3 separate regions of the Mus musculus genome follow, and regions 1 and 3 are each linked to region 2. A link is a contact called in public HiChIP or PLAC-seq and promoter capture Hi-C data. All regions are on one chromosome and are shown on one strand. The core of a region is the stretch at or near the end of the contact, and the rest is flanking DNA. Distances in the headings are between cores, read along the strand shown. Region 1 holds the start of Krt83 (keratin 83). Region 2 holds the start of Krt2 (keratin 2). Region 3 holds the start of Krt87 (keratin 87).

What was found. Promoter capture Hi-C pulls out the DNA fragments that hold promoters and counts their contacts. HiChIP or PLAC-seq counts read pairs in DNA pulled down with a chosen protein or histone mark.
Region 1: a promoter capture Hi-C map of embryonic stem cells shows a contact between it and region 2, with 3 times the contacts expected there. The contact joins the promoter of Krt83 here to the promoter of Krt2 in region 2. A contact is called at or near these places in 6 of 39 promoter capture datasets (the 3T3-L1 cell line, 3T3-L1-derived adipocytes, cranial neural crest and 3 more), 1 of 115 datasets of contacts at active chromatin or transcription factors (embryonic stem cells) and 3 of 9 other capture datasets (adipose tissue, embryonic stem cells and liver).
Region 3: a contact with region 2 is called in an H3K4me3 HiChIP or PLAC-seq map of embryonic stem cells, with 20 read pairs. The contact joins the promoter of Krt87 here to the promoter of Krt2 in region 2. A contact is called at or near these places in 5 of 39 promoter capture datasets (3T3-L1-derived adipocytes, HPC-7-derived erythroid cells, embryonic stem cells and 2 more), 1 of 484 Hi-C or Micro-C datasets (embryonic stem cells), 1 of 115 datasets of contacts at active chromatin or transcription factors (embryonic stem cells) and 3 of 9 other capture datasets (adipose tissue, embryonic stem cells and liver).

Annotation. Positions count from the first base shown.
Region 1 is chr15:101,488,747-101,493,322 of GRCm38.p6, reverse strand. It overlaps Krt83 (keratin 83), which reads left to right and starts at 1,811. Exons shown (of 9, transcript NM_001201323.1): 1 at 1,811-2,236; 2 at 3,531-3,739. The coding sequence starts at 1,874.
Region 2 is chr15:101,815,400-101,820,407 of GRCm38.p6, reverse strand. It overlaps Krt2 (keratin 2), which reads left to right and starts at 2,239. Exons shown (of 9, transcript NM_010668.2): 1 at 2,239-2,954; 2 at 3,883-4,097; 3 at 4,444-4,504. The coding sequence starts at 2,307.
Region 3 is chr15:101,436,554-101,441,245 of GRCm38.p6, reverse strand. Krt87 (keratin 87) reads left to right here and starts at 2,442. Exons shown (of 9, transcript NM_001003668.2): 1 at 2,442-2,859; 2 at 4,506-4,692. The coding sequence starts at 2,476.

The DNA.
Region 1 (4,576 bases), core at 562-3,061, 330 kb after region 2:
ACACCAGAAGCCCCTATCCCACCACCCATGCCTTGGCCTCAAAACTGTGGGAACCCGAGTGTGGGGCCCAGAAGAGACCTTTCCTCTGTACCTCTGGCAGGCAAGCGTGGTCCAGCTTCCTGACAAGTCTCTAAAGCAGAGCACCTCCTCTTCATTACAGTGCTCCCTGTGGGGTGTGCCTGGCCCACACCCCACACACCCCAAGGAGGGAAGGGCAAAAGGTGAGGTGCTGGTGGGATGTGTGGAGGGCTATTTTTAGCTCATGCTTAAGCTTACTCAGGAAATGGTTCCATTAAAGCCGTCATCCTCAGAGGCCATCCAGAGACGTGTGCCTGGGAGGGTTTATGAGCTCAAACACCCAGGTTGGGGAATCCTCCCGGATGAGCCATCACGTGACCTAAAGTTAAGGATAAGGCCAAATTTAGAAAGCATGGCTTTAAGGACAGCCTTATCCCATTCAGCGAGTCCTCCGAGGGGAGGAATAGGTCCCATTCAGGACCCTGTGAGCCCACACAGTCTATTTCCTGTCTCCCAGTGGCTGCAGGCACACCGACTCAGTCACTGAGTTTACCTTGTCAGAGCCCCGTTGCAGAGCCAGGTCATTGAAAAAGATTCCTCTCGATTGCCGCTTCTCCATCATCCACTGGTCAAAACCTGGTCTCCCCAAGCTCTTTCCACACCACACTCCTCCAAAACCCCGGCTCTTGGCGGGATCCCCAGGGAGCAGCATTGTGGCTGTGGTGACAGCCAAAGTGACCCCCAGTGTGTTTTTCCTGGATGATGAGGAATGAGCAGGCAGTCTCAGGTCCAGAGCTAGACTATAGTATCTGGGCTCTTCTAATTCACCCCCTCTCTGTCCTTCTCAAACCCACCTTTAGCTCCTCTCCTGGAGTCTGGAGAGCTTGTTCTCATGGTCCAGATCCTATCAGCAATGACCTCTGAAAACTCAAAGCAAATCTGCCTCTAGAGCAGCGGTTCTTAACCCGTGGGCTGCAACCCCTTAAGGCGCTTATATCAGGTATTTACTTTACAATTCATAACTATAGCAGAATTATAGTTATGAAGTAGCAATGAAATGATTTTATGGTGGAGGGGGTCAACACAATGTGAGGAGAGGTATGGAAGGGCCGCCGCTTTAGGAAGGTTGAGACCCCCTGACCTAGATACCCGCTGACCTAGAGACCTGCTGACCTAGAGTCTATGCTGAGTATTCCAGCGTGCCTTGTCCTACATGCCAGCTTTTCTCCCTGCACTGGGAACCCAGAACACAGAGGCCAAACCCTGCTTCCACTCTAGATTCTGTACCCTCTGACCACTGCCCTCTCTCTCACCCCATCCTGGACAGGCTCTGTGAAAGAAGGGCCTGAGAAAGGCTGACCTTAACAATGAAGACAGAACCTCATCTCCCTGCCTTTTAGATAGGGAGAGACAAGGGGAGGGAGGTAGGGACATACTCCCTCACAGGATGGGGTAGAACCAGCCACTCTGCCCAAAGCCAGGCCAGATAGCCAGGCTCATAGCCCAGGTGTGAACCTTCCAGAAATGGGTTCAGAGAGAATGTTCCAAGAAATTCCCTTGCCCTTCTCTACCAGAGACCAAGGGAGGGGCAGAGACCAGGGCAAGCTTGTAAAGGACTTTGAAGATGAAACAGGCCTGTAGCCAAAGATTGTTGACACAGCCACACTAGGAGTTGGAGCTTAAGAGGCCAGGCGCTGCCAAGCCAATAAAACACAGCTATTGTCTCTTCTTGGCCCCTTTTATATGCCAGCAATTGCTAGCATATAAAAGGGCCTTCAATGACCCAGGGGACACACGGCCTCAGTTCCAAACACTGTCAACTTCTCTCCTCTTCGCGCGTGTCTTCTCCTCCACCATGACCTGTGGCTTTCGAACTGGAAACTTCAGCTGCGCCTCAGCCTGCGGGCCCCGGCCTGGCCGCTGCTGCATCTCTGCAGCTCCCTACAGGGGCATCTCCTGCTACCGAGGACTCTCAGGGGGCTTCGGCAGCCAGAGTGTCTGTGGGGCCTTCCGCTCCGGCTCCTGTGGACGCAGCTTCGGGTACCGATCTGGAGGCATCTGCGGGCCCAGCCCACCCTGCATCACCACCGTCTCTGTCAATGAGAGCCTGCTCACACCCCTGAACCTGGAGATCGACCCCAATGCTCAGTGTGTGAAGCATGAGGAGAAAGAGCAGATCAAGTGTCTCAACAGCAGGTTCGCGGCCTTCATCGACAAGGTGGGTGTCCTGGACCAGCCCCTTCCCGGAGCACATCATGTGCTCAGCCAAGGCTGGACAGTGAGGGGGAATCAGAGTGAAGGCCCATAGAGCCTCCAAGGCCAAAGGGAACACAGACAGGAAGCAGTACCTTTCAGTCTGGTGTGGAAAAAAAAAAAAACTGAAGGCACCCTCAGAACTCGGAGCAGAACCTACAGAGCCCAGGCCCGGCTTCTCCAATGTGCAAGACCATGTAGATGTTTGTGTAGGAAACAGGGTGTCCTAACCAAGTCAAGGTCAAAAATGGGGACTGCCTGGTGGCTTATCTCACAGAGCCTTTTGAATCCCATGTAACCACTGTGGCCAGTATGCTCTGTGCAAGCGACTGTATTTGAGCTCAGCACGCAGGCCTGCGCTATAGCCACAGCCCAGGTCCACAGGAGCCAGGATGGACTCAAACCTGCAGCTGTCTTCACAGAATCCAGACATCCACATGCAGCTGAGGCTTGAGTACAAGCTCCACGGAGAGAGCAGCTGGGGCCCTGGGGAGAGCTATCTAGAGCTGGCACACATGAGACACTAAAGGTAGCACAAGGTAGAACTTACTAAGTCCATGGAAAGGTCATTAAACACAGGCGTCGGAATCAGGGAGTGGACCAACCTGGTGGTGGGGAGACAGGGTCTACATGCAGCTTGGGCACCCTGATAGTCTGTAATAATGGTGGTGAGATACAACCCCTGCCAATCAACAGTCTCTCCCTGCAGTCAGCCATGTTCCTCGTCCTTCAATCCCACTCTTGAGCTCAGAAACACAAGGCAGCCCTGCACTTGGATCCCAGGTGCTCATTATTCTAATTGCGCTGTTGTTGCCGGGATCCAGTCATTTGCACTTGTTCACTTTTCAGAGTTTACAGTCTGCCTTCCTAAACGGGCTCACCGGTCCAGTCGCAGGCTGACCGTCACAGCTGCCCTGGCTGTGCTAGCTTCTTGAGGTAGAATGAATGCTTCTCTGCACCTTACTAACAGGTGCTTCAGCCACCCCATCCTGTGGAAGGCTGGGAGCTTTATCCAAAGTCACAGACTAAGAAGAGGCAGAGTCTGGACTGGGTTAAGTGCGTTCAGCGACACCAGGTGAACTGACTGAAGTTAGCTCTCAGGACGGAGTTCCAGGTTGCCACCTACCTTCAGCCCCAGTGTGGCGGTGAAGACATGTCAGCAAGGGAGGCCATGAGGCACACACACACACACACACACACACACACCTACCCTGTGATTCTGCAAGAGTATGTTCTCAGACGTTAACTCTGCATGGCAGGTGCGCTTCCTGGAGCAGCAGAACAAGCTGCTGGAGACCAAGTGGCAGTTCTACCAGAACCGCAAGTGCTGTGAGAGCAACATGGAGCCTCTGTTCGAGGGCTACATCGAGACGCTGAGGCGGGAGGCTGAGTGTGTGGAGGCCGACAGCGGGAGGCTGGCTGCTGAGCTCAACCATGCGCAGGAGTCCATGGAGGGCTACAAGAAGAGGTGAGGGCCACTGGGGAGTCTTGACAGGAGCTCCCTGGGTATAGACAAGCTGGCTTGTGCTTGGGGTCTCTGCCTGCCTAAGTCAGGAAGCCCAGCCCTGCCTTATCAATCAAGGAGCCCTCTCCCTGTCTTCCTTCAGGCACAGAATTCTTCACAAGGTTCTCACCGTCCCCCTCCCCTTCTCCACCCAGCTTTCCTAGTCTCCAGAACTAACCCTAAAGTCTCTGAATGTTGTTTGTAGGGTCTTTCCTCTACTCTCCTCCAACACTGCCACACACACCCTATAGACACAGCAGGATGCTACCAATCCAGCCAGCAGTGTGCATGGTCCCTGCCCTCGGGGAGTCTGCTGGGAGGCAAGCATGACATGGTCATGTATGGAGACAGTTCCATGTGACACAGGCATGAAGGATGGGCACCAGGCCTCAGGAAGCTTCTGCTCCTCCAAGAGACCACCCAGCCTTCTTCAGTAGCATGTTCTGTTACAGCCCCTGGCACCTAATCCTGTCTCTGAGCAGACCTTCCCTCAAGCTGGTCCCTTGGCTCAGTCCAAGAACAGATAATAGACAAGGTGCTGACTCAGAGAGAAGGATGAGAAAAAACAGCCATTCAGTCTCCTGAACCTTAGACATACACTCATATACATGCATGTTCACATATATGTGTGTACACACTCATACATATGTGTTCACAGACACATACTGTTCATATACATGTATATGCAGACACGTGTATGTCCACACACAAATGCATGTTCATATACACACTCATACATTTATGTTCAGATACATGCAGCATGCATACACATGCATGTTCACATACATGCATACATACTCA
Region 2 (5,008 bases), core at 990-3,489:
AGAGTGGAGTAATGGACAATTAGGGCGTTGCTTAGATATCCATAGATAATGACACATTTGGCTTTGGATTGAGACTCCAGAGCTTTTAGATTTATAGTATATTTGCATGATTGTAATTATATAACCTGGTTTGGAAAAAAATTGAGGAGACTCTTGGACTGCTTTGTTCAGCATTTTTCTACAGCAAATGAAATAGCTCCAGGAGTTCCCCACTTCTTATCTCTGTTCCCACCCCTGCTGTATAGTTACCACACAAGGCTGAGAAGCGGGAAAACCAGGAGGTGAATAAAATCCATTGGGTTTCAGTTATGAACTAGTAACCATGTCTTGTACTCTGGTACATGCACATTTTCTTCTTCTTCTTCTTCCTTTTCTTCTTCTTCCTTTTCTTCTTCTTCTTCTTCTTCTTCTTCTTCTTCTTCTTCTTCTTCTTCTTCTTCTTCTTCTTCTTCTTCTTCTTCTTCTTCTTCTTCTTCCTTTTCTTCTTCTTCCTTTTCTTCTTCTTCTTCTTCTTCTTCTTCTTCTTCTTCTTCTTCTTCTTCTTCTTCTTCTTCTTCTTCTTCTCCTCCTCCTCCTCCTCCTCCTCCTCCTCCTCCTCCTCCTCCTCCTCCTCCTCTACCTCCCCCTCCTCTTCTTCGTCTTTCCCTTCTACTCCTTCTCCCCCTTCTTCCTCAATTCCTCTTCCTTCTCCTTCCATTCCTCCTCCTCCTCTTCTTCTTTTCTTTGTCCTCCCCTTACTTTTTGATAGATGAGGAAACTGAGCAACTGAAGCTCACAGAACAACATGAGTTTCCAGCACCATTTCTCTCTGTCATGACGAAAGTATGAGCTAGGCCATTAGAAGAGAGACTAGCGCACCAAGGTTGAAAGGAAAGGAAAATATCTTTGTCTCACTCAAAATAACATCATTTAATGTTTACGACAGCATGGTTATCAAGACATTACATGCTGGGCAATGGTGGCACATGACTTTAATCCCAGCACTTGGGAGACAGAGGCAGGAGGATTTCTGAGTTTGAGGCCAGCCTGGTCTACAGAGTGAGTTCCAGGACAGCCAGGGCTATACAGAGAAACCCTGTCTCAAAAAATAAAAACAAAAACAAAAAAAAAAAACAAACCAAAACAAAAGACATTACATACCAGTTTCCTACCCCATAGCTAAGGCAAACAAAGACTCAAAGTTTCATCCAAGGTCATACAGCCAGAACGATGGCAAAATTAAGATTTAAATCCAGAGTCTCTGACTTTGAGTTGCTTCTATTTCTCCACAGCGTCTGTCTTATATGCATAGCCATCTTGTCAGGAGAAACCGTGTCTGGATTTGGTGTTAATGAGTGTTCTGTGTGGCTGGCAACTTTGGATAGACTGTCTGGGGTTTCCCAAGCTCACCGGTCTTTGAAAGTCAGTGAAGAGCCTGCCTTCTTAATGCCTTCAGAATCACAAGGCAGTGCATGGTTTCTGAGCAACAGTCCATCCACACTTGGATCTCAAAGCAACACGTTCACATGTACCCTGAGTCATACAGACTTCAGGAAAGAACTCTTCCCTTTGTTCTTTGAACCCCCAATGGAATTGATGGTGATAAAAGTTCCTGGTGACAGGACTCAATATGATCCCCTCCCCAGGGGTTGGCTATGTGTATGTTTGATGTGGCCTGGAAGGAAAGGAGCTTAGATAGTTCGATAAATGGCTGCAACATTGCAGCGTCGGAGGCCAGCTTCTCTCTGTAAGCACAGGCTGGTCCCTCCACCATAGTCATGGTATATAATGCCCCCCCCGCCCCCCTTCCTGGGCCACATGGAGGCAAGAGAGCTGGAAGTTTGGAGTGAATGCTCTCAGAGTATCAAGCCAGACCTCCGTTCCCTGGCAAGCTAGATGGGAAGCCCACACAGGCCTGGGTGGTGGCCAGCTTCCCATGGGTCGGTCCATAACAGGGAGCAGTGTACTCTTCAGGACATTTTTTTTCCAAGTTGGGAAACCCAAAGACTAATCTCCTCTTCTGATGATTTTACAAAAATCAAATTGCATGACAGATGCACAGATAAACAGGAGCCGTTCGCAAATCAAAGCAGGTTCTGGATTGGAGCTGATTAGTAGATGTTTTAATGGCCATTAGGTTGATAATCACTCACCAAGAATAGCTTCCAGGCAGACCAAACCCATGCGTAAGTGGGCCCACACCCAAGCTCACCAACACCTAGTTGGCAGGTATATAAGGGACCCTGTGAGTCTCCCGACAGCACACTTTGGTCTCCAGCCTCGGATCTGCTCAGGAATATTCACTCGTCTTGCTGAGCAAAAACATCATGAGTTGCCAGATCTCCTGCAGGTCCCGAAGAGGAGGAGGCGGCGGCGGAGGCGGCGGATTCAGGGGCTTCAGTAGCGGTTCAGCTGTGGTCTCTGGAGGGAGCCGGAGATCAAATACCAGCTTCTCCTGCATAAGCCGCCACGGTGGTGGCAGAGGAGGCTCTGGTGGAGGTGGCTTTGGTAGTCAGAGTCTTGTTGGCCTCGGCGGGTACAAGAGCATCTCTAGTAGCGTGGCTGGCAACAGTGGTGGCTACGGTGGCAGCAGCTTTGGAGGCAGCAGTGGCTTTGGAGGAGGCCGAGGATTTGGAGGTGGCCAAGGATTTGGAGGCAGCGGTGGCTTCGGAGGTGGCTCTGGCTTTGGAGGAGGCCAAGGATTTGGAGGTGGCAGCCGCTTTGGAGGTGGCAGCGGCTTCGGAGGTGGTGGATTTGGCGGAGGCAGTTTTGGCGGAGGCCGATTTGGAGGTGGCCCTGGAGGTTTTGGGGGCCCTGGAGGATTCCCTGGTGGAGGTATCCATGAAGTGTCTGTCAATCAGAGCCTCTTGCAGCCTCTTGATGTTAAAGTAGACCCAGAGATTCAGAACGTGAAGTCTCAGGAGCGGGAGCAGATCAAAACCCTCAACAACAAATTTGCCTCTTTCATTGACAAGGTGAGTGGGAGAGGCCGCACCTTCTGTCATGAGACGCTGGGATCCTGCACTTGCTGTGCTGGCTGAAAAGGAAAGGACAGACTCTCCCTCAAGAGTCATTGATGAGGCCACTGTAGCCAGGGGACTTTGCAAGTTCCAAAGTAGGAGAGACGCTGGTCTTGTGGACTACAGTTTCTTCAACAGTTTCTTTGTATTTTATTTTTCAGCCCAAATAAATGTTATTTATAGAAAATTCTCATCTCATAGAAAAGCTGAAATAGACAAGTAATAACAGAACAGGTCGGGTCAGGTGACAGCAGGATTGGAAAGCAACAACGAGAAGGGATAGAGTTTGTTTCTCCTGTTATTAGTCTAATAAATCCCAGCAATCTATACTTGAAATAACTTTGGGGTTGAATAAAATTCTAGCCTTCCAGAGAACCAGCTCATTTTGGTGACCCATAAACTTTTTATTGGTGTCACTTTGGGGTGTTGCTGTCTTGGTTCCTCTGCCTTGGATTAGACAGGATTTACAAGGTTCTTAAAACTGAGGGAGGAGCCCTGCCTGTCCTCAGGACTCTCTTATTTGATGCAATCTGCTGCTGGGACAGCAGGTGCCCGCTTTTTTCTTGGTCCAGAATTTATAGGGCTTTGGAAGAATGTTAGCACGGAGGAGGGGAATGCCTCAAGTCTGGGGAGGAGCCTGAAGTAGGAGAGTGCAGAGTGGAGAGGAGCAGAGGCAGTGTCAGAAGTCTATAGAACTTCCATGTGTGATGTTGTGGAGCTCAGAAGCTCTGCCTGGTGCCTCCCAGCCTGCCTTGGGTAGTGAGGGTAAAGTCTTGTGACTTGTACGTCTCCCGGAGCAGCAGCACAGGTTCTCTGGGTGAGAGTGGCTCCCTGGTGTGAAAGGTGACGTCCAACTTCTGTATTTTTCCTCTGGCCACTGTAGGTGCGATTCCTGGAGCAGCAGAACCAGGTGTTGCGGACCAAATGGGAACTCCTGCAGCAGTTGGATGTAGGCAGCCGCACCACAAACCTGGACCCCATCTTCCAGGCCTACATAGGCATGCTCAAGAAGCAAGTGGACAGGCTTTCTGCAGAAAGGACCTCACAGGAGTCAGAGCTGAACAACATGCAGGATCTCGTGGAAGACTTTAAGAAGAAGTAGGTGACGGAGGAGACCTCAAGTGGAGATGGATTTTTTTTTTTTTTTTTTTTTTTTTTTTTTTTTTTACTATGGGCATCCACTCTCTTATTGCTCAGTGTGCTTGGGCTGGCGCACCAGGGTGGTATGGAGGGGCCTCCTTTTTGAGTGCAAAGAAAGCAGGGATTTGGAGCTCAAACATGCTTGAGTTAATGAATATAAAGGTACCTTCATTTTGGATTTTTATATTTTCAATCTGGGCATTTAAAGAGAGTTTAATTTTCCAGTAGAAATAGGGAAAGGAAAAAAAAAAACCTTGCCAACGGGATCTGATCTAACTGCAGTTGTCTTCTGGGGGCTCAACAGGTACGAGGATGAGATCAACAAGCGCACGTCTGCGGAGAATGATTTTGTGACCATTAAAAAGGTGAGTGAGGACTACCCTGGGCTTAGGGAGGATAGGACTGTACCACATCTTACTGTGTCTAGAGAGGTGGCTAAGACGTCACTGTGAGGGCACACAGCCAGAGATAGGTTAGGGGCACACCAGGAGCTGGTTCTTCTGAGAAGAACAGGGCCTCTGTGTTTTAACTTCCATAGGTGATGTTCCAATTTGCTTACTGTGTTTGAGAAAGCATCTCTCATCAATAATCTACTTAAAGACTGTCATGAAAAAAAATGCCAAAAGAAAAAAAAAAAAACAAGGCACTTTATTATTTTTAAAAGCACAGGAGGAAGAGGGCTCTTAAGAATGCCTGCTTATGAATGAATTATGCTCATCAAAGACTGAGCTAGAAGACTGAAAAGTGTTAGCCTAGGTCCTGTAAGGGTTTTAGAGAACAATCCATGTAAGTTCAGGAGAGTCTGGATGGGCAGGTAGGATGGGAGGCATGAATACGGTGGGAGGGCATAGAAACCATCTCACCCCTTA
Region 3 (4,692 bases), core at 1,193-3,692, 380 kb after region 2:
AAGGGGCATGCGCCCCAAAGGCTGGGTCAGGTATTAGTATGAACATCTGGGGGGGAACACTGTGGCCAATGTGTCAAGGTACCCCTTTCAGGTTGTGTGCTTAGCAGGCTCAACTCAGCCTGCAGCTCTCCCAGTCTCTGCACTTCACATGCACATAATTTTCTGTGCAGAGAGACTGGCTGTTCACACCCTGTCTGGTTGTGCTAGCACAGACGTTCTGTTCAAAACACAGAAACTCTCTGAGCCAGAACTGTGCAAGCGCTACCACACATTCGATTTAAATCCTCAAACTTCAGAGGAAGTCTGACCCCTTAGCAAGAAACAACCCCAGGGAGGATTCCTCAAGGCTACCAATCCCAAAAGAAAATTGGAATGAGAGCTTCCTGGAGGATTCCATATCAGCAAGCACAAGGTCCTGGTTTTTATCCCAAACACAGATGGAAAAAAAAAATCAAAGGAATAAAAATATACAATCTTGAATCAGATGTGGTAGCACATGCTTTCAGGAGGAAGATGGAGAGTTCAAAGCCAGCCTGAGCTACAGAGTAAGGCCTTGGAGAAAGAGGGCGAGGGGGAGGGGGAGGGGGAGGGGAGGGGGAGGGGGAGAGAGAGAGAGATGTCTTACAGCCAAGACACTGAAGTTGAAGATTCATCTCATGCACAGAACCATGGCTGAACTAAACTGAGAGGAAACAAACCCAGGCTGGACCAAATCACCCTATCCCAAGAGAGACAGTTGTAAAGAACAAAGTTGGTGGCAATCCAACAACACTCCTTGGAAGTGAGCTGTCAGGGCTGGCTATGATGACCTTGGAGTTCCCAGATTTAATTATTGCATGCACAGTAATAGCACAGCTTTAAAACAAAGGAAGCACCAGGTGACCTGCAGGCTTCTCTTTAATGCTGGCTGCTGAGCACACACTCCGGTTTCCGCTGCTAGCGATGGGACACATAATTAACTTCCTTTATGATGGTTCTAGCTGCCTAGAGTCAGTATCCATGACCATTGGAAACAGCCCATACTCCTGCCTCTAAGATCCCAGCCTTATTCCACAGCCCACAGCCCACAGCCACACAGGCACAGGCCCTGAAGAGACAGCCTTGAAGCAGTTCTGATCGCTCAGAACTCTCAGATCCTGACTCCAGTCCTTGGAGCCTTCCACATAAGTCTATGCGCCACTATGAGGTCACCTTGCTAAGCAGATGAATGGGCACAACCCCTGAAGAAAGCCTTTGATTTGGGAGAAATCATGTGTCAAAGAGCCCTCCACAGTGGATGCAGTGGCTCACACCTGCTGTGCCAGCATTTGGGGTGTGGAGGCAGTAACACCATGAGCTCAAGGCTAGTGATTTGGGGTCAGCCTGGACGACGTGAATCCTTATTTGTCTCAAAAACAACGAAAATCCCTTAGTGGGCTAGGCAGGGCAGTCATCAGTGTTTGTGGCTTCTCTCTCCAAAGTGCATAGGGAAGGGTAGAAGGGTTAGAGGAGATAGGAGCTGAGCTGAATGAGAAAGAGAGAGACAGAGAGACAGATAGACACACAGAGAAAGACAGAGATAGAAAGACAGAGAGAGACAGAGAAAGAGACAGAGACACACACAAAGAGACAGAGAGACGGAGAGGGAGGGAGGGAAGAGGAGAGGAGAGGAGAGGAGAGGAGAGGAGAGGAGAGGAGAGGAGAGGAGAGGAGAGGAGAGGAGAGGAGAGGAGAGAAGAGAAGAGAAGAGAAGAGAAGAGAAGAGAAGAGAAGAGAAGAGAAGAGAAGAGAAGAGAAGAGAAGAGATACGGGAACGTTTCTGCCTAAAGGGACACAGGAAGAATAACAAGTTAACAATAGTGGAACAAATAGATAAACAAGCAAACATTTCTGGAGCTCTTAAGTGCTAGGTCCTGCCTAAGAGGCTTTCGGATCCATTATCCTATTATCCTATTATCAGCAGCTCTTCTGTTATTACTACTATTATTGTTGTTATTATTATTATTATTCCCTTATCCCTGCTCCCCACAGGACTTCTAAGGCTCAGAAAGGTTATTTACCCACCCAAAGTTGGACATGAATTTGCCCATAACTTCAAAGGTCTTGTCATCGTGCGAGCACGCCCCCTACAGCATGAATTCAAAGGTCACCTCCAAGGCCAGGGCTTCCTAGCCTTCAGGGTGGAGAACCAGGTGGGATGTGAGCCAGCCTGGGATGGAGACAGTGACCCAGTGAGTCCCAATAGCGCGACACGAGGGTCCCGCCCGATGCCCACAGTGCCCAGCCCCGGAGCTGACCAGGCGCTTCGTGGCACCATAAAGCCAGGGCGGGCGGGAGAAGAACGCCGTTTTATGGGGGCGGCAAGGTAGCCCGGGCTGCTTTGATTCCAACAGGCAAGCTCATAAACGCCTGGGCGGCGGGCGCGCTCCCTCCTGCACGATATAAGGCTCAGAGCGAGCCTCGGGGTCCAGCCTGACTCTGTATCGCCTCTGAACCATGTCTTGCTTCTCCTCCCGCCTCGGAGCCTCCTGTGGGGTCCGCGCCTTCAGCTGCGCCTCGGCATGTGGTCCCCGGCCCGGCCGCTGCTGCATCTCTGCAGCTCCCTACAGGGGCATCTCCTGCTACCGCGGACTCTCAGGGGGCTTCGGCAGCCGCAGCGTCTGCGGGCCCTTCCGCTCTGGCTCCTGTGGACGCAGCTTCGGGTACCGATCTGGAGGCGTCTGCGGGCCCAGCCCCCCCTGCATCACCACCGTCTCTGTCAATGAGAGCCTGCTCACACCCCTGAACCTGGAGATCGACCCCAATGCTCAGTGTGTGAAGCATGAGGAGAAGGAGCAGATCAAGTGTCTCAACAGCAAGTTCGCAGCCTTCATCGACAAGGTGGGTGTCCTGGGCCAGCCCCTTCTTGGCACCTGAGGACCTGCTGGGAGCAATCCGCAAGCAGGTTCTCAGAAAGGGAGCTCTAGGTAACTTTAGATGATGAGAAAAGTCACACCTCTTCAAGACTGCTCCAGTACTTAAGACTGAGAAAGGACATTGGTCTTAACTTCTCTCCCTTCTAATGCAGCCTTCTCTCCTACTTTTATTTATTTTTTTAAAGATTTATTTATTTTATGTATATGAGTACACTGTAGCTGTCTTTCTCTCCCACTTTTAACGAAGAAAATTCACAGCCCCATGGGACAGTCTCAACTAGAATGCCGTGCTTTGTGAAATCATTTGACACATACCTAGTGAGGCTGCTTTCCCAACACAGTGAATTCGTTGTTTCAGTGTGCCATGCGTGCAAATTCCTGCGCATGCGCACATACGTATGTTTGGATCTCGCAGCGTGGTGTCTCCAGAGAGGGCAGAGAGCTACAGCCAGCCTTGAAACCGGAAGCACATAAAGACTGATGCCTGTGGCATAGTCCTTCGTGCCCGGAATTGAAAAAGTGACAGTGATGGAGCCGTTCCACCACACAGTCAGATCAGACCCGGGCACGGAGTGTTCCATTCCTCAGGCCCTGAGTTAGAGGGCCCAAAGCCCAGAGTCACAGTTCCCTCTAGCCAGACTACACCCTAGGAAAGTAGCCACAGTCAAGCAGAAAGGAACCTGGACCCAAGAGTCTGTAGCCTTTGCCCAACACCTAATTCCTCCTCTGGCTCACTGGGTGATATGGTATGGCGGGCGGCGTCCTCTCTGAACCTCAGCAGCTTCCCACCAGTGTGTGCGCCGGCCACACCCTTGATCAGGAAGGTCGAGCTGAGAAAGCCCCAGGATCTTAGCAACTAAGACCACCCAAACCATTCTGCGCACACGGTACCAAGGACCCCAGTTCCCATTTTTGGAACTTCTAATGCTCCAGTCCTCAGCTGTACTCTTGGAAGTAGGAGCACAGGGGCCAGGCCTGCAGGTGAGAGGCAGCCCCGCTCCAGTCCAGTCTCAGGAAGTGGAAACCCAGAGGCCCAGGGCTAGTCGGGGCTGGCTGCCATTCTTTAGTCAACACAGGTCCTTGGCCACATCCACTGTCCGATCTACTTGACTGACAGTAAACGGTGACATTCCCATGGACCTGTTTTCTAAAATCTTCTCCAGTCTACATGATTTCTAGAGACTAGCAAGTACTTGGGACTCCAGAGCTCTTAAGTGGCAAGAGCCCCAGAATGCTCACCCTCGCGTCTCTGACGCACCCCAGGACTCCCTCTCTACTTTGTCCATTCTCAGCTGGTCACCAAGGACATCAGATAAGTCACAACTCTCCCTGAGGAAGCTCATGGAGAAAGGCTTCCTTTTCTCCTTTCCCTTCACTGTCCTGTGTTCCTTCCTCCAGGGAGCCTTCCCTGCTTTCCTCTGCCTTACCGGAAGTCACTCAGTTACCCAGCACAGCTACATGTCTCAGGGTTTCCCTCCTACCCCATCTGGACAGACATTCATTTGCCCAACCATTACACACTTCCTCAATGAGCTCTGTCTGGCTCTTTCTACAACCTAAGGAGGGCATGTTGGCTCCTCCCACACAGACTTTCTCCCTCTCCAAACACAGGTGCGCTTCCTGGAGCAGCAGAACAAGCTGCTGGAGACCAAGTGGCAGTTCTACCAGAACCGCAAGTGTTGTGAGAGCAACATGGAGCCTCTGTTCGAGGGCTACATCGAGGCGCTGAGGCGGGAGGCTGAGTGTGTGGAGGCCGACAGCGGGAGGCTGGCAGCCGAGCTCAACCATGTGCAGGAGT